Linked DNA regions of Mus musculus: all the other regions are linked to region 2. The links are chromatin contacts, called in public HiChIP or PLAC-seq and promoter capture Hi-C maps. All regions are on one chromosome and are shown on one strand. The core of a region is the stretch at or near the end of the contact, and the rest is flanking DNA. Distances in the headings are between cores, read along the strand shown.

What was found. Promoter capture Hi-C pulls out the DNA fragments that hold promoters and counts their contacts. HiChIP or PLAC-seq counts read pairs in DNA pulled down with a chosen protein or histone mark.
Region 1: a promoter capture Hi-C map of hippocampal neurons shows a contact between it and region 2, with 2.3 times the contacts expected there. The contact joins the enhancer-like site here to the promoter of Atoh8 in region 2. A contact is called at or near these places in 9 of 39 promoter capture datasets (3T3-L1-derived adipocytes, embryonic stem cells, hematopoietic stem and progenitor cells and 3 more), 1 of 15 datasets of contacts at CTCF or cohesin (large pre-B cells), 6 of 115 datasets of contacts at active chromatin or transcription factors (astrocytes, embryonic stem cells, hepatocytes and 2 more) and 4 of 9 other capture datasets (adipose tissue, embryonic stem cells, liver and 1 more).
Region 3: a contact with region 2 is called in an H3K27ac HiChIP or PLAC-seq map of trophoblast stem cells, with 5 times the contacts expected there. The contact joins the promoter of Polr1a here to the promoter of Atoh8 in region 2. A contact is called at or near these places in 22 of 39 promoter capture datasets (the 3T3-L1 cell line, 3T3-L1-derived adipocytes, the C10 cell line and 14 more), 1 of 15 datasets of contacts at CTCF or cohesin (the NIH/3T3 cell line), 5 of 484 Hi-C or Micro-C datasets (Sertoli cells, bone marrow-derived macrophages, liver and 1 more), 23 of 115 datasets of contacts at active chromatin or transcription factors (the NIH/3T3 cell line, acute myeloid leukemia, astrocytes and 17 more) and 4 of 9 other capture datasets (adipose tissue, liver, macrophages and 1 more).
Region 4: a contact with region 2 is called in a promoter capture Hi-C map of liver, with 4 times the contacts expected there. The contact joins the enhancer-like site here to the promoter of Atoh8 in region 2. A contact is called at or near these places in 16 of 39 promoter capture datasets (the C10 cell line, the HPC-7 cell line, cranial neural crest and 9 more), 1 of 15 datasets of contacts at CTCF or cohesin (large pre-B cells), 4 of 484 Hi-C or Micro-C datasets (bone marrow-derived macrophages, cerebral cortex and uterus), 11 of 115 datasets of contacts at active chromatin or transcription factors (astrocytes, craniofacial prominence, embryonic stem cells and 4 more) and 4 of 9 other capture datasets (adipose tissue, embryonic stem cells, liver and 1 more).
Region 5: a promoter capture Hi-C map of pre-B cells shows a contact between it and region 2. The contact joins the promoter of Immt here to the promoter of Atoh8 in region 2. A contact is called at or near these places in 14 of 39 promoter capture datasets (the 3T3-L1 cell line, 3T3-L1-derived adipocytes, the C10 cell line and 9 more), 2 of 484 Hi-C or Micro-C datasets (bone marrow-derived macrophages and muscle stem cells), 1 of 115 datasets of contacts at active chromatin or transcription factors (pancreatic cancer cells) and 1 of 9 other capture datasets (adipose tissue).

Annotation. Positions count from the first base shown.
Region 1 is chr6:71,967,404-71,971,683 of GRCm38.p6, forward strand. It overlaps Polr1a (polymerase (RNA) I polypeptide A), which reads left to right. Exons shown (of 34, transcript NM_009088.3): 26 at 1-44; 27 at 456-613. Among named protein-coding and RNA genes, the nearest start is that of Gm26628, 5.8 kb to the left of the region's middle. Within about 2 kb of position 2,213, at least 29 of the 459 cell types and tissues checked have an H3K27ac peak or open chromatin away from gene starts, as enhancers often do. A contact at or near this core is called in hippocampal neurons, where this site is marked.
Region 2 is chr6:72,233,529-72,237,743 of GRCm38.p6, forward strand. Atoh8 (atonal bHLH transcription factor 8) reads right to left here and starts at 2,049. Exons shown (of 3, transcript NM_153778.3): 1 at 866-2,049. The coding sequence starts at 1,636.
Region 3 is chr6:71,906,268-71,910,551 of GRCm38.p6, forward strand. It overlaps Polr1a (polymerase (RNA) I polypeptide A), which reads left to right and starts at 2,786. Exons shown (of 34, transcript NM_009088.3): 1 at 2,786-2,972. The coding sequence starts at 2,896. It overlaps Ptcd3 (pentatricopeptide repeat domain 3), which reads right to left and starts at 2,495. Exons shown (of 24, transcript NM_027275.3): 1 at 2,367-2,495; 2 at 1,527-1,579; 3 at 1,386-1,422. The coding sequence starts at 2,473.
Region 4 is chr6:71,947,932-71,952,209 of GRCm38.p6, forward strand. Polr1a (polymerase (RNA) I polypeptide A) reads left to right here. Exons shown (of 34, transcript NM_009088.3): 15 at 419-568; 16 at 1,409-1,592; 17 at 2,649-2,731; 18 at 2,832-2,990. Among named protein-coding and RNA genes, the nearest start is that of Gm26628, 14 kb to the right of the region's middle. Within about 2 kb of position 2,885, at least 43 of the 459 cell types and tissues checked have an H3K27ac peak or open chromatin away from gene starts, as enhancers often do. A contact at or near this core is called in adipose tissue, bone marrow-derived macrophages, hematopoietic stem and progenitor cells and 2 more, where this site is marked.
Region 5 is chr6:71,829,725-71,834,029 of GRCm38.p6, forward strand. It overlaps Immt (inner membrane protein, mitochondrial), which reads left to right and starts at 1,596. Exons shown (of 15, transcript NM_001253681.1): 1 at 1,596-1,791. The coding sequence starts at 1,747.

The DNA of each region.
Region 1 (4,280 bases), core at 963-3,462, 270 kb before region 2:
TGAAGAGTCTAAAGAAGAGGCTCACCAGAGTGTGCCTGGGGGAGGTAACTGTCTCTCATACTTGATTACACGCTGGGTGGAGACCTGATCCTGCCTCCTCCTACCCCAACAGAGCAGTCTACTGGCATCTTAGTTCCAGACTCCTACCAGGAGACAGACAGTCTCTGCCAAGTGCTAGACAGGGTTAGATCAAGAAGCTTTTAAGATAATTGTTAGTTCCCTAGCATTTGCCTGGAGAATGCGGTAAGAATGCTTCCTGGGTTAACTTAGCAAACACCAGGGCTGTTCACTTGAGCATACCGCAAGGCATTCATGCAGGCAGAGCTTACTAGGGTGTCTGCAGTTTGGGGCTGTGGCCCCCTCAGACTTTTGATACCGTGTGATCCACTTGCTATGCACAATCATCTGGGGGGCTGAGCAAGTCAGATTCTCTGTGTTCATTCATCTGGTTCTAGGTATTGCAGAAAGTTGACATCCAGGAGTCCTTCTGTATGGGAGAAAAACGGAATAAGTTCCAGGTGTATGAGCTCCGGTTTCAGTTCCTGCCACATGCATATTACCAGCAGGAGAAGTGCCTGAGACCCGAGGACATCTTGCACTTCATGGAAACCAGGTCAGGACTCAGCTGTGTTTGTCTTTGACTTTGAGCCATGGAGCACTCCTGGCAGGAGCCACAAAGGATGTGTTTCAGAGGACAGTAGGCCCCACCACCTAATATGGATCCCTCACCCCAATCTGGCCTGTAAGTGGGACCCTTCTTAGCCATTTATCGTTGCCTCGGCCTGTCCTGGACGGACGAGTTCTCTCCTGGTTATGGGATTAGGGTTTGAAAGGACCTGTACAGGAAGCAAGGGAGCCTCGTCACAGTGGTGCCTCTGTGGCTCCATCCAACACGCAGCAGAAAGTGGGACTCTGTGGTTTCAGCCTATAATGTGGTTCCTCGTTCACATCTTGTCAGCTGATAGGGAGCCCGTGGCATGTCGTCTCCACACCACTGTATAAACGGATTCTCACTGTAGGAATTCTGGCTTCTCTCTGCTAGCACTGTGTAAACGGATTCTCACTGTAGGAATTCTGGCTTCTCTGCTAACACTGTGTAAACGGATTCTCACTGTAGGAATTCTGGTCTCTCTGCTAGCACTGTGTAAGCGGATTCTCACTGTAGGAATTCTGGTCTCTCTGCTAGCACTGTGTAAGCGGATTCTCACTGTAGGAATTCTGGTCTCTCTGCTAACACTGTGTAAGCGGATTCTCACTGTAGGAATTCTGGTTTCTCTGCTAGCACTGTGTAAACGGATTCTCACTGTAGGAATTCTGGTCTCTCTGCTAGCACTGTGTAAGCGGATTCTCACTGTAGGAATTCTGGTCTCTCTGCTAACACTGTGTAAGCGGATTCTCACTGTAGGAATTCTGGTTTCTCTGCTAGCACTGTGTAAGCGGATTCTCACTGTAGGAATTCTGGTTTCTCTCTGCTAGGGAGAGTGAACTTCCTTTTTCTCTCAAGTTGGGGTTACTGGGTTTGGTTAAGCATAGGCCAGAATGATGAGGGTGCAAGATCCGAAGTGTGGCAAGATTGGCCAAAGCACTTGATTTGCCCAGTGATGGTGAGGCAGAGTGGGAGGACACTGGCAGAGTGTGGAACCGTTTTGGCGGGTTGGCTCTCACATGCAAGAATGTGGACCAGGACGCCTGAATCTAATAATTTCAGAAAAGAAAGGCTTGCCTCCTGCTGCTGTCTTGAGACATGCTTTTGCTTTGGGTGAGCAGAAGGGGAGAGAAGGTCAGTGTCCAAGCAGCAGCAGCTGGTAAATATACATTTAATACATTTAAGCAAAAGGAGATTCCATCATTGACAGGATTTGGCTGTTTGCCCCTGACCACTGCCTTTTATGTAGACAGGACCCCAGGTCTCCCCAGAGCTGCTAACTTGTAGAGACCAGGACAATAAGATGGCTCAGTGGGTGAAGGCAATGCCACCAAGCCTAACACCCGATCTCTAGGACCTCATAGTGGAAGGAGGGCACTGCCCCTCGGAAGTTGTCTGTCCTCTGAGCTCTGTGTGCACATTGGCAGGCTCACACACAGATCCAGAGAAAGAAGTCCTGCTCCAGCCATTGCTTTTGTGCCGTGCTTACATCACAGCCTCCGTGTATCTGTGCCCATTGCTTGTGTTGTTCCTTCCTATGCTCTGGGACACTGGGCAGAGTGACAGCACAGAACAGGCTCCAGCCCGCCAGCTTGTTAACTAACAGAGACGATCAGGGCCCCCACATACAGTGGGTGTTTGTGCTGGCCGCAAAGTTCTCTTCTGAGAAGTGGGACTCAGAGCCCACAGGGCCTGATTGAGAGGAGGCGGAGTTGACAGCTTGCCCCATTTCTCTTCACCCTGGAAGCTTTAGCTGCTAAGCAGGAAGGGCATGAGGGACATGCCAGCTGAGCGTGGAGTTCTGTCTACCTTATGGAAGAAAAAAAAGATATTTCTATTATTTTAATGATGGGTGTATGTGTGCTGTATGCAGGTGGCCATAGAGGCCAGAGATGTCAGGTCTCCCTGGTGCTGGAGTTGTAGGCAGTTGTGAACCACCCAACATAGGTTGTGGGAACTCAGGTCTTTAAAGAGCAGTAAGGCCTCTTGACCACTGAGCCATCTCTCCAACCTCTGAACCACTTTTGTTGTTGTTGTTGCTTCTTACAAGTGACAACCCTGGCTTGTTCCCAGCAGTGTAGTACCTTTTCAGCTCCTGGGTGTATTTTGCTTGTCCACTTGAAAAGCTGTGATAAACAGAGCATGTGCAGTCACTTTGGTCAGTGGTAGACTTAATGAGTCCACAGCAGGCCTCCAAGGTCTCAGGCAAAGACAAAAGTAGGAGCAGCCTGTAACACAGCTGCAGTTTAGAATCTCTTGTCAGCCTAGGCAGTGAGAGACTCAAGGCATTAAGGCCCTGGAGCTCACTGGAAATGGAAGAGGGCGTGGGAGCCACCCTCCCTGCAGCTGTTCCTCCTTTCTTCCCTTCCCTGTCTCTGCCATCCCTTTCTTTTCTTCTCCCCTCCTCATCTGCGAGATCATGAGGGTTTTTTCCTTTTGTTTTCTTTCTTTTCTTTTCTTTCTTTCTTTTCTTTCTTTCTTTTTTTTTTTTTTTCATTTTAAACAAATAATGGAAGGAAAAGGAAACAAGCATGTGTTCCTTAGAGACACACAAGCACAGATGTTCTCAGATGTCTGCTGGCATCCATCACTGTGGATATCTGTGTGGCTAACCTGGAAGAGTAGGCCAGCGTTGTGGTACAGTGGGAAGAACACTGGGCTGAGTCAAGGACTGTAGCTTCTGACCTCCGGCCCAGCCAGGGGCCCACTGACCCCTTCTACAGCCAGAGCAACTGAGCAGAATCGACTCTCACAGCAGCTGGTGCTGTGGACGGGACAGGCACCTTTGGGAACACTGACAGGTCCTGTTCCCAGGTCACAGTTGTTTATGTGGGATGAGCAGCTCCTCTCCGCATGCCTGTCCGGTTCCTTTCATTTGCCCACTGCCAGGTAGCACGACCGTCACAGAACATTTGCTGAGGGCCATCACTCTCCTTGCTGTCTGCCATTCTCCAGCATCCTGCTGTTCCACCTTCACCCTTGTTCTCCTTAGTTCTGGTCTCCAGAAGATGCAGGCCGGGTAGAGGAGCCCTAGAGGGAGGGTGTTTTTGAGGTGTTCTGTGGCCCCTCAGCCTAGCCTTGGGGGAATGGAGAAAGGCTGGGGATATTGCTGAGAGTGCAGATGCCCAGAGGACCCCTGAGAGTAGGAACAGAGGGACTGTTGGGAATGCTGGGCGAGGAACCTCAGAGCTGGAGTGTCCGTATTGAGGCAGGGCAGAGGTACTGATGACAGAGCGCTAACCCTAGCCTCTGGAGGGGAGCGCCCTGTTCTGCCTTATTCCAGCTCCTCTGTGGTGCCCTTGGGAAGTGATCCTTATAACATATGCAATCAAGGTTCTCACCCTTCTCCAGTGTCTACTCTTTCCACCTGAACTGTGTCTTTCCAAAGTCCTGCCCTGCCTCGACTCTTCTGACTTTTCTGCCCCTGTTCCTCAGCACCTGGTGAGCAAGCTTGTCTCTGTATTAGTGGGTCTCAGATAAACTGTGCACTCTTTGAAAAATTGAAAAAACAATGGCTGGAGAGTTGGCGCAGAGCTTAAGAGCCCCCTTGCAGCCATCCAGGTTTGATTCCCAGCACATACGTGGTGGCTTACAACCATCTGTAGCTTCAAGTACAGGGAAATTGGCACCCTCT
Region 2 (4,215 bases), core at 799-3,298:
CCCTCTGCCATGGTAATTCTCTAGTCAAATGTTCCTTAGTTTTCCCAATAGATGCTGTCAGGTGAGGGCAGTCTGCCCCCAGTAACTAAAGAGGAGCCCCCTGGCTTATCCAGAGCTCGGCTCTGTTGGCTCCACCCCGACCCCTGAGAGAATCCCCAGCAGTCTCCTGGCCCCCCAGGAGGTGACTGGTGTGAAGAGGAAGGGCAGCGGTGGGCAGGATCTCCTGGGAAAGTTCCTGAAGCTGTGTTTGAAAGAAACACAGCCTTGTAGCCCGGTCATAACGGACTCCGGGAACTAGGTAAAGCAGAGATCCTAGAAGCAAGCTGAAGTGACCATGGAAACAGGAGCTGAGAGGCGCTGACAAGCCCCACCCCCTACCCCTACCCACCCCCCACCCCCACCTCCCCACCCCCGCCTCCTGGGTCGCCCTTTACATTCCAGGGCCCCCAGGAGCGCACCTCTGTGATGCTGTGTGCCTCGGTGACACCAACAGGGGGCCGAGACCCCAAGCATGCCAAGTGCACAGAGCGGAAAGGTCGTGCTCTGTTCCCTTCCCCTGCCAGGGGAAGATTCCCACATCCCCCCCCCCCCCCCGTACTCCCCACCAAGCCCAAGGGACCAGAAGACAAATACTCGCTGCACAAGTCAACTACAAGACCTGAGGTCAGACGCGGTTACTCCTGGGGAACAGGGGCGTGTCTAGGCCAGAGATCCCTAGATTTCGCCCACTTTACAAACTAAAAAGTTGCAACAATGATAACTCTAATCTGCCTGCTTTGTGGGATTCCTTTTATCCTAACTCCGACCCTGGGACCACCCACCCACCCACTTCTGCCACTCTAACCCCGCGGCGGTTAGTGAGTACCTGCTTCCTCAGCGCCTCGAAGGCTGCGCTGATGGTGTGCACCCGCGTCCGCTCCCTGGCGTTGGCCAGAAGCCTCCGGGTCTGCTGCAGGGCTTTGATCTCCGTTGAGGCGGCGGTCGCTTCGCCTGGCCGTTTCCTAGGCGACGCGGAAGAATCCGGGTGGTTATTGTAAATTACGTGTGAAATTGACGAGTAGGAACTTTCCCCCGGGCGCGTGGGGGGCGCAGGGCGCACGGGGGACTCTTGTGGCGCCGCTGGGGGTGCGAGAGGCGCGGATTGTGTGGGACGCGCGGGAGGGGCGCACAGCAAGATGCGGGGACGCAGAGCCTGCTCGCGGAAGGAGTGCGCCTCGGGATCCCCGGGTGCCAAGCTCTGAGATGCGGGAGGCGGCGGTGGCGTGGGTAGTCCCGGTCCCACTGTGCCCAGAGCGAAACCGCGTTTGCGCGCGTCAGAGACCTCAGGCGCTCTGATGCCCCGGAATTCCCTGGCTGTGTCTGTGCCTCCACCTGGAGGAACCGCCGGCGCCACTGAGGCTGGTACTGGGGTCGCGATCGGGAACGGTTGTGTCCTGTCCCGAAGCCCGTTGGTGGCGGCGGTGGTGCTGACTGTGGCGCCGAGCTCGGGAGCTTCCAAGTCCAATCGGAAAGTTTTATAGCCATTCGCGCGCCGCACCGGCTCCTTGCCTTTCCGCTTGAGCTTCTTGAGGCCGTTCAGTTCTTTAACGCACACAGTCTTCCACGGCCCGTCCTCGAGGACCGGGATGTGCTTCATGGCGAGGACGGCGTGAGGCTGGGGCGTGGGACTGCCCGGGACGCGCGCCCGCAGCGATCACTCTGCACGCCGCGCGCCTGGCTGTGCCGGGTGGCCGCCGCGCTGAGCGCCGCCTTGTCGCCGCGCTCTCTCCTCCTACCCTCCCTCCCCGGGTCCCTCCCTCGCACCCCCACTCCCGGGGCAGCTGCGCCTCCGGCTCCGTGAAGCCTTGGAGGCTGCCGGTTCCCCGGGAGAGCTCAGAGTGTCATCTGAAGTCGCTGCCGCCCTGCCAGCATTTCTGCAGAACGCCCGCTGCGCTCCATCTGTGTTTGTTTAGCCTCAGTTTACACAGAAGCCCAGTTCGCAAGATCACTCAGCGCCGCCCGCCCGGAGAGGAGGCAGCTCCCGCCGCCGCCGCTGCCGCCTCCCGAGCCCAGGCCGCCCGAGCAGCGAGCGCCTTTAAAGAAACAGGAAGCATTTTTCAAAACAGCTGGGCTGAGGGCCGCCTCCTTTGTCCGCGTGCTCTCGGCCTCCCCCCACCCCTCATGCCTTGTGCCGGAACCTGCCTCCTCCTGCTCGCCCTCTCTGCCCCCTACCCAAGTTGGGGGCGCGCCTTCTCTCTCCAAAAACAGTCCGCACTGTCCACTACAGTCCCGAGCACGTGGCTGCTAATCGCTGTGGCCCTTCATTGCCCAGCCTTGTTGGCCTGGGGTGGGGGTGGGGGTGACGCAGCGCCGACCTTTCCCATCCAGAACCTTCCCTTCTACCTCCCACCCGAACTGTCCAACAGAGGGAGAAATCCCAGAGCTTCTGGGAGGGAAAGATAAGTGGGAGAGAAGAACCCCAGAGTGGCTGGTCATTGTCATCCAACTGCAAGAAGGCCTTCTCCCTTCTTGCCCCTATTTGCTGGGGCAGAGGCCTTAGGAACAGAACACCGGACATTGGGAAACTGAGAGATGCAAATGTCTGGTTTAGCAGATGTAACGTCGGTGAAGATCTTAAGTCATCTTACCCGAAGCGCCCTGCTAAACCCAGATTTACTCATCTATGAAATGAGGAATCTGGAGAACACCCATGCTTGTCACAGCCTGGCTGTGAAAGCCGCCACACAGGAGGTGCCAGGTCATCAGTAGCTGCGCTAATGTTATCAGCCAGGGCAGGACAGCTCCTCAAGCAGACAGAATTCTTAGGTCCAGAGCTCAAGGTTGCCATTTACTGAGCGACCTTGGCATTCGTCGTGCTGTCCCTCGGCACCTCTGGCTCCTTATGCCCAGGATAGGGGTCACAACCACACCTTCCTCCTGGGAATGATAACAATTGATTGAGCACAGAGCCTGATGCCAATTGGCCCCAGAGGTAGAGTTCACTCTCCAGACCCCCAGGCCCCTATTCCACTGGAAATCCTACTAGAAAGAAGAGGCTGACGGGGAGGCCCTCTCGGGACCCTCTGCACACACCTTCCCCTGTGCTGCCACGTAGAGTTGCTCTCTTCACCGAGCCTTCCTCCAATGGTCTCCTTTGAGGCAAGTGTCATTAAAAGGATGAAAGGAGATCGTATATGGCATTTGAATGGTGACCCTTGACACACTGGTGTAGTGAAACTATAACTCGGGGCTTAGCTAGAGTTGGGCAGAGTCACAAGCTGTGTTGCCCGTGGCAGTTAGTGTGTTAGATGCCTCCACGTGAGTGGATGCCATTCCTAACAACGGGCTCCACGAAAGCTGAACCCCAGCCCTTTTCTAATGTCTTCCAAAAGAAGGGAAAGACCACTGTAATTTGTCGGAATGGAAGGAAAGAGAGCAGTGATAGGGATGACATCTGTGTTGGGTAGACACACCCACCACCCCCACGTCTCCCTTTGGGCAACTTGAGGATCTGAACTTGGCAGTCACAGGATGGAAGGGTGTTCTGAGGAACAGAAGAGAAATGTAAGTAGCCTAATTGATGGGAAGAATGCCTGTGACTGCCATTCTCAGCTTACCAGGCCACAGATTTCAGGCCGAGGCCAGCTGAATGCAAACCAGGTCTCTCCTGGTACTCCCCGTTCTCCGATTCCCGTTAGCTTCCTTGAGAAGCTGGACAGAAACCAGCTGGGCAGCGCCCCCTGGTGGTATAAAGCTTAGGAGACTCAACCCCACTGACCTCTGTCAAGGAACTGATCTGGTTTGGGGATGCATGAGTGGCCCTATAAAGACAGCATTAAGAATTTCACAAAGCCATGGAGGTGCTGGGATAAACAGGCTCTCAGTTCTCATAGCAGCTCCATCTTTGCTTTGTATGAAATGGCACAGATACACTCCAAGAAAATCCACTCATTTAGTAAAACCTCCCCAACTGAGACAACTTTTTCAGGTTACGCTGGAAGAGCATAGCAGTGCCGCTGGAAGGTTCCATACCCTTTGAATGGCTGTACCATGGCTCAGGAGTGAAGCTGGGAAAGGAAGGGAAGGCCAATGCTTAGAACTTAGTCTACAGGAAAGACATGCTGGGCAGCCAGGGGCGGAGAATTACCACTACATAGGGAGTGACCACATACATTTTTTATCTTTCATCTTTATGACAATTCAGGGAGGCAAATCCACTCTGCCCACAAGAGAACC
Region 3 (4,284 bases), core at 1,536-4,035, 330 kb before region 2:
TACTTCTGAGCACACACTTTCACTCTTTGCTAATATGGAAGATTTTAAATTGTGTTTCTTGTATAAATCCTAGGTAGGCTGCTTGCCCTCTTTAAAATGACCTCATAATCTACACTAACCCCCTTCACTGTCTTTATCATGTCATCCTCATGTAAGGAAATCCACAAAAAACTAAAATCTATTCACGTTTTCTATGGCATTGTGAGATGTGGAAGATCACAGCTTTAAAGGACAAATTTGTAGTCTGAAACTCTACCAAGCCTACAAACCAGAGGACCCTACACCATTTCTTTTTATCCACCCTACACCATTTCTTTTTTGGGAGGTGGGGTGGGGGTGGGAAAGGCAGGACTGTACACAATAAAACGTAAGATATATGTAAACAAAGTAAGCTGCAGTCCACACAAAATTTGACATTTTTAAAATATAGTTTTCAAGTTACTTTTTTTCCTTTAGCCTCTCTCCCCCAGCTACACAGAAAAATAAAAGCACTCGTAGCTTATAAACTGAATTTTTAAAGGCCTTGACTTGCTAACCGTTTCTTATTTCCTAACATTTTCCACAGGCCTGTCTGAACTATCACCATAATCAACAATCATATTACATCCTGCCTTCCTGCACTCTTTACCTAATACATCTCACAAGAACTACCAATAGGAAAAAGGGAAATTTTAAATAAGTGGCTGGCTGGCCTGGGACTCGTGACAATCCTCCAACTTCTGCCCTGAGTGCTAGGACTACAGGAGTATGTCACTACAAAACAACACTCAATATATACCTAAATTCTGTCTATCTATACGGGTAAAATTGCATACATATAGGACTATAAGATACAACACAGGCAGGTGACAACTAGATTGTAGCACATTGTAAATACTCTTCCTGTTGCATTTCTTGTCGTTTTTCTGGATATAGAGGTGTGCAAAGGGGCGTACGCTGGAATGCTGTATTCACAGGTAACCCAGTCCCTACTCTTAGCTCCAGTGCTCTCTCATCCCTATTCTTGTTTCTAAAGACAGGGCATTACTGTATGAACTCAGTAGGTACACTAGTCCTACTATGCAGAGATCCCTGTGCCTCTGCCTCCTGAGACTAAAGGAGTATGGTACCATGGTCAGCCACTGTTCCTATTCTTATGCAGGGAAACAAATGAATCTAATCATATTTATACAATGATATCAAATAGCCACTCCAAATGAAACAAAAGTACACCTAATAGTTCACTTATAAATTAAATGTATAGTTTACACATAAAATTATATAACAAGACTTAAAAAATAACAGCTAACATGGTATTTGTCTATGTGCTAGGCACTATTTAAATCCTTATGTTTTATTTACAGTAAATACCCAATCACCTGGTAAGTGAATAGCAAAATACTCACCATGTTTTCTTTTTTGGAATGACTATTTCTTCAATCCCTTATGTAGAAAAAAAAATAAAAATAAACAATTTTCTAACAACACAAAGAAATACAATGTCTTTTCATTTTTAAAAACTTCTATTTCCATAGTTTTAAAAATACCTGTTATATCTGATCCTTCAACCTTTGGGAGGGATTCAGTTCCAGCATAAAATCTGCATTAAAAACAAAACAACAAAAATCCCACTGTTAGCACTGCTCCCTGATGGCCTCAGCTCAGCTCCTACCGCTAGCTCTGCTGACTCAGCTCCACCCGCATGCACACATTCTGAGCCACATTTATAGAGGCATTTAGATGTAGTGTAAACTTGTAACCCAGTTTTATTTATTTTTTTGTATTGGTCCAAAGACATCGTATGAGCTAATTATCCACTCTACAACTGACTTAAAACCACCTCCTATTTCCACCAGGCCACTGCATGAAGGATGTACAAAGAAATTACATAAGTATTTGCAACACCACCAGATGGAAAGAATGGGGTCAGACGTTTTAAGGCTTTCTGCTTTTACTAAAGTCTTAGCTTATTCTTAGCTGAAGGTTCTCATAACGTTCAGTCCATACTGGTAATATTAGCCTGCCCTTTATTTGTGAAAGATCTGTTACTTTGCCCTTTCTTTTTTGCAGGGTTAAAATGAATAAGGGGGGGGGGTGATAAAGAAATTTGTGTAGGGGCTTGTAGCGGCACTCACGGAAATGTAAACTTCACGAGAACAGGGCCCTAGTTTAAAGGGTAATTTTGGCTATACATAGTATTGCAACCAACCAATAAAAATTTTCCGAAAGAATTCCCGAACTCGCAGATCTAAAGATCACTAAATACGACGCTACCTCGTGTTACCCTTGAGAGGGCCGGGCCTCGACCATACAAATGCCTTTGCATCTTACCTACTTTCACGACTCTCAGGGAAATGCAAGACCAAAATGACTCTGGGTCTTCTTACCTGCAACAGACCTTCGGTTCACACACACCCGTCCCCCGAGTGGTCTGCAGCAAGACAAGCCCGCTGCGAAAGGACAGGCGGCGAGCTGCAACCGCCGCCGCCGCCATCTTTGGACTCTTCGCGGAGCACGTCGGGAACGACCTCCGCCTCCAGGGTCGAGGGGCGGGGCTGGCGTGGAACGTCTCATCTCCAAACGGGTGGTCACAAGGTCCTGTTTGGCTAGACTAGCAGCGGAACGCTCAGTACACATCGTTCACCTCGAATAAACTTACTTGAAATGCTGTTCTAAAGTCTCCTGTGTAATTTTGCTTTTAAACTGAAGGAGGGTTTTGAGACAGTTTTCTTCCACTCCTTACCCACCCCGAAAGCAAAAATGAACTCGTCCAAGCCAATTTGCCAAGCCGCGGTTCTCGCACGCAAGCGCAGTGGAAAAACACATGGTGGCTCTGCGCTACAAGACTCAAGTGGCGTTCTCTGCGGCTGACTGGAACTTCTCTCGTAGTGACGGACCTCAAAACTGACTCGGAAGATGCTGGCCTCCAAGCACACACCATGGAGGCGGCTTCAGGGCATTTCCTTCGGAATGTATTCGGCCGAAGAGCTCAAGTAAGGAGTTAGTGGGATGCGTGTAGAACAGGGTTGTGGAAGTTGGAGCTGGGAACTACGATTCCCAGAAGGCTTTGAGCCGAGCCAGTCCGGGGGCGGCGGGGTCGGGGTGGGGGGTGGGGGGCTGGCTGCCTAGTGCTTGCTTGCTGGTAATGGGAAGGAATGCGCTTGCTGCATTTTCATCTGTTCATCTTCCTCATTAATCAACTAGTTTTATGTCATTTATAATCACATTACATCACACGCTTATCAACTTCCTAATTAGTCTCCTCTGGTCCAAGCGATGATGAACTTTTAAATCTTGGATCAAGACCCTGGCTATGAAGTCCTGGGGACTCTTCTCTAATGCTTTTTGATCACGATAGCATACACGCTTCTTAGACTCCCATTAATAACTCAACATGCATTAAAAACTCCCAGCATTGCCGGGCAGTGGTGGCGCACGCCTTTAATCCCAGCACTTGGGAGGCAGAGGCAGGCGAATTTCTGAGTTCGAGGCCAGCCTGGTCTACAGAGTGAGTTCCAGGACAGCCAGGACTACACAGAGAAACCCTGTCTTGAAAAAACAAACAAAACAAAACAAACCCTCCCAGCATTCAGGAGACAGAGGCAGGAGGATCTCTGTGGGTTCGAGGCCAATCTGGTCTTACAGAGTCAGTTCCAGAGCTTCGTGGACACAGAAAACCCGTCTCGAAAAATAAAAAAACAAACAAACAAAAAGGTAGACCACACTGGTAACATCAGCACTACCCCCTCTAGGACACATCTTGCCATTGCAATCTCCATATGTAATCAGTCAGTCTTCATTTCCCTGCCCCTGCCGCATGGTAACCACCTGTCTACTTTCTATTTCAGTTATTCTGACTGTTCAGGCCCCTATTCAAGTAAAAGGAGTCAGTCAGCCCCGACTTCTTGTAACTGGCCAATGCATTTAGCATACTGTCCTCAAAATTATAGATAAATAGATCAGAACTTCCTTCCTTTTTAGGGTTAAGTAAATAGAACATGATATAGATAGATAGATAGATAGATAGATAGATAAATAGATCAGAACTTCCTTCCTTTTTAGGGTTAAGTAAATAGAACATGATATAGATAGATAGATAGATAGATAGATAGATAGATGTGTGTGTGTGTGCGCGCGCGCGTACATGCCGATTCATCAGCTCATCTGCTGATGGACATTTGGGCTATTTCCAATTTTTGGCAATTGTGAATGAGGCTTCTATTAAAGTGTGTACACACCCAGACTCAGAATTCCTGGTTTAGACATTAATGCCATTTTTAACCTTTTGAGGAAGTTAATTCAGTT
Region 4 (4,278 bases), core at 1,635-4,134, 280 kb before region 2:
TCTCTTTCCTCTCTGTGTGAGAGTTAGGCATCTGTTCTGCCAATCTTTCATCGCTTTGCTTCTCAATTAGACATCACTTTCAAAAATGAGTTCTTCCTTCTACAAACTAACTTTACCTTCATTGTTAGGATTAAAGGTGTGTGCTGAGGTTGTGTCTGTATTCCAGCCAGAGGGATGAAAGGTGTGTGCTAAGGACTGAGTCACACCACAACTAGAATGTTAGTGAATAACACAATCTTGGGGTTCACTGTGTGATCAGATATCCTTCAACAATGATGCTTTCATGTATGTTAGTGTATTTGGGGGGGACTTGTCTATCAGAGGACCTGTTTGCCTTACTGTGCCTTGAGAGCATGAGAGACTGCATCCTGAGGTGACAATCCTTCCCCTTCCAGCATATTGTCCTTCTTTTTCCCAGGTTGTGTCGACCCTCCTCATAAACATAATTCCAGAGGACTACGCCCCCCTGAACTTATCTGGAAAGGCAAAAATTGGCAGCAAAGCCTGGGTGAAGGAAAAGCCACGGCCTATCCCTGACTTTGACCCGGACTCCATGTGTGAGTCCCAGGTATGGCTGCCCTTTCTAAAGTGAATCTCTGTTCCTGGAGGTAGGCAGATGAACTTGAAAAAACAAGTTCAAAAACTGATGCTGTGCCTCAGAAGACAAGTTGTCTTTCCGATGTGGTCGGGGCTGCCCTCTGCCCTCTGGCTCTCATATGAAACGCCTGCTGATTTGGGAAGGCTTCCTAAAGCTGGTGCTGATACCTCAGTGTTTACAGCACAGAACTTGCTCTGTCCTTCAAGACCCCTGAGAGATGTGACTTAGCCAAATGCTGTGAGGTTCTCATTCCCACCTCCAGACATTCAGAACCAGGCTTAGAGGAGGCCAATGTGGTCACCCTCCATTACTTCACCCCTGTGAGAGCACACTCCCACCAAAGACTACCAAGGCCTCTGCGTGCTCGTGGTAAGCGAGCATCTCAGGTCTGCTGCTGGCTGTATTTTTAACAGGGCCTGCTCTCCTCTACCTCCCTCTTCCCTCTTTCTATTCATGGGGTGTTGGTTATTGAACCCAGGATCCCCTGAACGCTTAGCATGAACTCTACCAGTGAACCCCACCCCCACCCTGTGTCAGATGCCCTATGCAGACCTGGAGCAGCCACTGTTTTTCCCTGTATAGATCATCCACTTACTGTGTGCAGTTAAAAACTTAGCCAGTGTGTATTTGTCTCCCCCATCTAAAGTGTGTATTAGTTTCATATATTCCCTTCTACTTTCCCTGAAGGATTTGAGGCAGGTCACAGTAAAGGGACATAAACAATAAAACTAAATAGTACTTGGCTTATATGGGTAGCTCCTATAAGAGATGACCCCTGCAGCCCGGCTTTGGTGACCCTTCCCTACACAGGTGATCATCAGGGAAGGAGAGCTGCTCTGCGGAGTGCTGGACAAGGCACACTATGGGAGCTCTGCCTACGGCCTGGTCCACTGCTGCTATGAGATCTATGGGGGTGAGACCAGCGGCAGGGTTCTCACCTGCCTAGCCCGCCTCTTCACTGCCTACCTCCAGCTCTATAGAGGTTTCACCTTGGGTAAGTACCCTGCTTGTGGCCCTGGCTCTGTTCACCTTACAGGATGGCACCTAGGCAGTTTTCTTGGTCGATGTTTAGGCTCTTGCCATCAGTGCTATCCACTGACTTTGCACAGCCAGTGCTCCTTTCCCTCCAGCAGTGCAAAGCAACCCTCCCATCCCCGTTCTGTCCCTTCAACCCACTCGTTATGATAGCATAAACTCCTGCACCCAACTCACAAGTGAAAGCCAGACCTAACCAACAGCCGTGCTTGAAGCTCTTCTAGCCCAGGGCACAGACAGGAATGGTTCAGTGCACTGGTGACCTATGTGCCAAGGGTTGACAGAGCAAGCAAGGCCATGCTAGGAGGGAGGAGAGTTTGGGGGAGGGCTGCCTAATTGGCAGAGATCATCATTACAGGGATGGCCTGGATGCGACCTCATGCAGGGTCTGCTTTTATGCTTTTGGCTTCCACGGAAAGGAATCATCTCCTCCTCTTCCTGCTTGCATAGAGTCTTCAGAAGCCTCAGATTTCCAGCTACTGTAATGGGACTTCCAGATGTTTGCTCTTGCTCTTAAACAGTCAGTTGTTGCCTTCCCACTCAGATCTCTTAAGTCTGGCATTCTTGTGTAGAAACAAAACATTGTTGGGTTGAAAAGAAATTACTGTACTTGACGTGGATGCGTGCTTGCATGCATGCATACAGCTGTAGATCGGGTTCCTGGGATACTCACTGTCAGCCTCTCTTCTACTGCTGAACAGCCAAAATCTCTAGCCATTTCATCCCACATATATTTATTGGATGTAGCCAGCAGAGCTTCTGGCTAAAAAGCAGAAGTTTGAAACTTAAGCCTCGGCTTTCTTCTGTGTATCTCAGTTTTGAGCCCTAATTGTATCACTTACGAAAGAGAAGTTGTAGTGTTTAGGCCTCCATGAGCATTCATTAGTGTTAATATAGCTGTTCCAGAGTTTCTCTTACCTGTAGCTCTCAACTTTGGGTCAAAGCATCACCAAGTTTACTAGCCAGTGCAACATTAGGCCTGGGCCCTGTTGATCTTCTCTGTTTGACTTTGCAGGTGTAGAAGACATTTTGGTTAAGCCAAATGCAGATGTGGTGAGACAGCGTATCATTGAAGAATCTACCCAGTGTGGACCCCAGGTAAAGAGGAGGACTGGGAGGCTGTGGTCTGCTGTCCACCTTACAGAATAAAACCACGCCCTCCTTTGGCTAGAGCTTCCTGTTCCTTTCTTCGTTCTAGGCTGTCAAGGCTGCATTGAGCCTGCCAGAAACTGCATCATGTGATGAAATCCAAGGGAAATGGCAGGATGCCCATCTGAGCAAAGACCAGAGGGATTTTAACATGATTGATATGAAGTTCAAGGAGGAAGTGAACCATTACAGCAATGAGATTAACAAGGTTAGCCTGGCCATACAGTGCACAAATCCCCATCTTTTTGAATGCTGATTTCTGTTGGTTTGCTTTTAATTACATTTGATTCTCACCCTGAGCCTTTTAGATCAGCCCAACTAGGTGAAGTTTGAAGTTGGGTAGGTAGAATCCGTCTTTGTGAAGAGCTCACACAGAGTCTGGGAAGGCCTTGGTTTCATGCAAAAGAGGAACGCTTTGAGCAGCATTTCTAAATGTGTTTCCTTTGAAGTTGCTGCATTAAAGGGGCTGAAGAAAGAAGCCTGCCTGTAGAACCACTCCACTGTAGGTAGATGTACAGAATGAAAGGCAGAAGTCTCTGATGCTTGTGCAGCAGCACCAAGGGAATGCCTGGCCTCCTGTTGTACTTGGTCCTTGCTGTGTGACCTTAAGGAAGTCGTGTGCCTGGGCACTGAGTTGTTCTCACCGAGAAGCAGGCGTGTGAGGATGCTGAGCCCCTCCTCTGGCAGTCCTGGAGGAGATGGGACTCTGCATGGGTCAAGGTCACATGTGCTCTCCCTGTGCTCCAGAGCCTGGACTCCCCGTCTTGTGGTTTGGAGGAGCCACCAGCCAGGAGTCTGTCCTGAGCAAAGCAAGAACGAGGCTACTACTCAGCATCAGTCTGTCTGTGGATCCTCTCCCTGATGTTCAGTTGGTGGCCTAGAGAACAGCTCTCCTCAGTAGAAAGTTGTATTCAAGCCGGGCGTGGTGGTGCACGCCTTTAATCCCAGCACTCAGGAGGCAGAGGCAGGCGGATTTCTGAGTTCGAGGCCAGCCTGGTCTGCAGAGTGAGTTCCAGGACAGCCAGGGCTATACAGAGAAACCCTGTCTCGAAACCCCCCCCCCAAAAAGAAAGTTTTATTCAGAGGAGCCTTAGCACTGCCTGGGAAAGCAGGAGCCTTGCCCTCCAGAGCTGACAGCACATCTTAGAATAGATTCTTGTCCCGTGGCTCACTTCCTGCCCAGGCTCTGCCGCTCCTGTGCAGAGTTGGGTGTCTAGATCTCCAGACAAAGGCTGAAACAGATTCAGAACCCATGTCATTGTCCCCCAGGATCTCCCTGTGGGCTTCCTCACTTCTGCTGGCTTTTTGCTGAGGCAAGGCTCCCAACCCAGTGCTTGGTGTTGTGCTGGTGAGTGTGGACATTGGTAAAATGCTGGCTCTTTGGGGAAGCAAATGGTGCTTTCCTGTGCTGATTCATTAGTACCGTACCTTAGATTTTATTCTTTGTTTACATTTTTTTATTATCTTATTTTATATTCATTGATGTTTTGCCGACA
Region 5 (4,305 bases), core at 346-2,845, 400 kb before region 2:
ATCATGTCTGTGTCTGTATCTGGAGGGCTCTCTGATAATTTATAGGAAGTTGTAAGCTGCCTGATATTGGGGCTGTGAACTGAATCTGGGTCCTCTACAAGAATAATATATGCTCTTAGACATTGAACCATTTCTCCAGCCCTGAAGAATGAGATCTTAAAGCCAAGGAGACTGTCTGTAGTACAAGGTCCGAAGTGTAGTACAAAAGCAGCCCCGGGTCAACAGTGTGCGAGACGTTATCACGCTGGCAAGAACCAGAGCAGCGGTGAACAGGGATGGAGCCAGACTGCTAGATTTACTAAGAAAATGGGAGGACTGGAGGCTGTCGAATGATGACATGACAAAGATCGACAAGTACATTACTGAAGTGCTCTGAAAAGCTTGGCATGTATAGAACGTAGATAATATAGAACATAAACACATTTTTGATATTTTTCAAATCTTTCCTGTTTTTTGTTTGAAATTTATGTAGTCCAATCCTGCAACAGCCTCCCAAGTGCTGTCATTTACAGTGTGACCACAACACTGGACTTCATTTATTTTATAAATGAAAATAAAAGTGCAGCTTTTTTTTATCTGTATCGTATCATAACAAATCACCTACTTATGGCTTGTAAGTATTTTGCAAACAGATTTGTTGTTTTGTGGTTTTCAAGACAGGGTCTCAATATATTCAGCTGGCTGTCCTGGAACTCTGTAGATCAAGCTGGCCTTGAACTCAAAAGATATCTGCCTACCTCTACCTCTCTAGCGCTGGGATTAAAAGCATGCACGACTAGGTCCAGCCTCCAACAGATTTTGAAAATTATTTTTCTATGTTATTATGGTAAGAGAACCACATAATCATAGTGGAATTTACATAGAATATTAACGACAGTCAATTTTTAACACATTGTTAAACTCAGAACGCTTGGAAGAGTCTTCCAAACCGTCCCCAAAACTGCGACCGAAATCATCTTTATAAAATAAAAGTGGCAAAAAAAAAAAAAAAAAAAAAAAAAAAGCGGTGTGACTTAAGTAAAAACCTGAACTTAGAATTTGGGTTCCTATCCGTTCTCTACTATTTAAAGACACCGGAAACACATTCTGCCCCAGGATGCCTTCAGCACATTCGCTTATTCTTCAGCAACCCTTTGGAAAAGAAAAAAAAAAAAAAAAAAAAAAAAAAAAAACCAAAAAAAAAAAAAAAACCCTGTAGGCATACGTGTGCCTCAGCTCCATAAAGAAGTCAGCGGACAACTAATTGGAATCGATTCTATTGCCACCAGAGAGGTCGCAAATTTCAGGTCGTCAGGACTGGGAGCAGGCGTCCCTACCGGATCCACCTCCCCATCCCTTTAATTCTAAGAGTCTAATTCTAATTTAATTCACCAACGCTTTAATTCTAAGAGTCACAGTCGAACTTTACACAGCACTCTCCGGCCAGTTCACCTAGTAACCCGGTCATCTGCAGACAAACTAGCGCCCAAGCGCGACCCGGAAGGAGAACCTGCCCTTCCGCCTCCTAGTCGCCAATCACCGCTTTACTCCCCTTTTCGCAGCCGGGGTGAGTCCCACCCTCAGGGAGCCGCCTCGGCTGTAGCAGGGGAGGAGGCGGCGCGTGCGCAGTGGTGCCGGTGGCCCTTCCGGTGCGCCGGACGCAGCTAGGCTGTACAGACGCGGGCACGCACACCAGCACGCACGCCCTCCTCTCGTGCGGCCGCGGTCGTTCCCGCGTCCACCAGCAGCGCTGTCGCTTCGGCAGAAATGCTGCGGGCCTGTCAGTTATCCGGCGTGACCGTCGCGGCCCAGGTGAGCGTGGGGTCTCTCCGAAGGGGCGCGTGGTCACGCTGACTGCGGACTGCCAACGGACAACGTGAGAGGCATCCATGATGCGCACCCCCCCCAGGCAGAGCCACCCCTAGTGCGGGGAACCGAGGCAGTCCTCTAGGGCGGCCGCTGGACTGGAATGACTCGAGGGTTATTGCTGAAGAAGCGGGCTGGGGTGTGGAGCGCGGGGAGGCGGGTGTGCCGCTGAGGCGTGGCTTCAGGGACCTGGTATCCAATCAGTACCTCCTTATCTCAGTCTCGGACCAATCCTGGCTGCTGGCGTCTGGGCCGCCGGTTGGGCACGTGATAGGTTTCCAATCGTGAAGGTCGGCGCGGGAGAACTACAGTTCCCAGCAGGGATTGCTTCTCAGGGCTTGTTGCATCTTTAATAAGCAGGTTCCTGGACTGGTGGAGAGCCTAGGGGTCAAAGTTGCTGTTAATCTGGGAGTGGGTTCCTTTTGTTTCCGTAGCCGAGAGCGCCTTTGAGCTAGTCTTATAGTAAAAGGTGAAAGATTTTTCATTTCTCGAGCTTAAACTTCTGGTGCTGAAGGAGGACAGAAGTCATGACCTTGTGCTTATTTCTGAGATTAGCTTGGGGATCAGTGTCTCTAAGCACTGGAACCATGTCTGACATTCAGGTATCTTAGGCGCCCTGTTTTGTCTCTCTTTAATTTTTCATAACTGTCAGTATAACTTTCTACAGTTGAAAATAAAAACCCCATTTCCATTACTCAGAAGTTTTAGAAAACTAACACTTGAAAGGTTATGAGGAACATGCTGCAACTTGAGCAGTAATTGGATAAAGTTTCGAGACAGGGTCATCCTGAGATGATTGAAGTTAAGCAGTTTTGTTCTTTATTTTTGCTTTACTGTTTGTCCTTCAGCCTCTTGCATAGGGAAGTGAGCCCCGTATTAGTTTTCTGTTGGTATTTATCCAACAGCACACATTAAGCAGCCTGTAACTACACCCTCATTGATTATCTTCCAGTTTTTGTAGTAGTCTGGACATTAGTGTTGTGGAGTCTCAGCTTAGAGTCATGCAAGGCTTTGTTGAGAAGTATTAGCTGTGCTTTGATTCTCATTTGTAGATAGTACTTTTTACTTCCTCCAAATTCATAATTAGCTAAATCCAGCCCCTTCAGGTGTTGCACTAAAGTCCATGTTCTCTCCTGTGTCTTGCAGGTGGCTGCTCTCAGCTTTTAGAACCTTCTAACAATTTCTTGCCACAAGGCACTTACAGGCCATTCCTAACACCAAACACGAAACACAACACATTTAGTATTACCATGTGCTTCTTTCTGTCTTTACTTCAACATCTCTTCTCTCATTGATTTATTTACTAGACTAGCCCTACCTGAGTAACTTCCCTAATTCAGATTTCTTTTTGGGGAGCTCAGTTAGAGACTAAAACATGAATGGTATTCTAGCTCTCAACAAACATTTTAAAGTTCCCTGAAGTCACTGTCAACAAATTCATAGGTTTATTGTCATTACCTCTTCATTCATTCTGTAGCATTTGATATTGCTGCTTATTTGTGTGTGTGTCTATCTGTCTGTCTGAGAGAGAGAGAGTGAGAGAGAGTGTGTGTGTGTGTGAATGAATGAATATGTGTACATGTACACACCTATGGAGGCCAGAAGAGGATACTGTATCCCCCAGTGCTAAGGTTAATCAGTGGTTGTAGACTCCCTGACACTGATACTGAACTCAGGTCCTCTGGAAGAACATTAAATATAAGTGAGCTTTTCCATTTATGGCCCTGTTCCTGTGTAATGACTTGGGAGGCTTATTATTCATGAATAAATGCCTAGGTCTTAAGCAGGGCTTGTCCCCTGACTAGTTAGTATCTTATATGTCTCATTTATACTATTCTATGTCTGCGGCCTGGCTGGTTACCTCTCCTCGGTTTCATACCCAGTCCAGGTTGTGAATCTTCTGTGATTATTTTCCTGAGTGTTCTCATTCTCTCTCTTTCTTTCTTTCTTTCTTTCTTTCTTTCTTTCTCTCTCTCTCTCTTTCTCCCACCTCCCTTCCTCCCCTTCTGTCTCTCCCTCTCTCCCCTTCTTCCTCCTCTCAATTTTGCATTTATGTTTTTACATTCAATTTTGTTTTGTTTTTTCCAGAGCTGAGGACTGAACCCAGGGCCTTGTGCTTGCTAGGCAAGTGCTCTACCACTGAGCTAAATCCCCAACCCCTCAAATTTGTTTTTTATCAACTTACCAAATGATTCCAGTTTTTGGCAAATTTCATCTGCTTTCATGTCTTGCCTTTTTACCTTTCTCTTCAAATAAGTTCTTTAATTGCTACTAAAGGACTTTTAAAAAGCAAACATGTAACATCATGCTCTTCATTGACATTCCATCATGTTCAGAATAACGTCTAGGCTCTTTCCACACTCACCAGGCCCACATCTTGTTTTCTATTCTGCCTCCCCTCACTGTCTTTTACAGTAGTACCTCCAGCAAGATAACTCACTGGTGGTTTTTTTTGTTTTA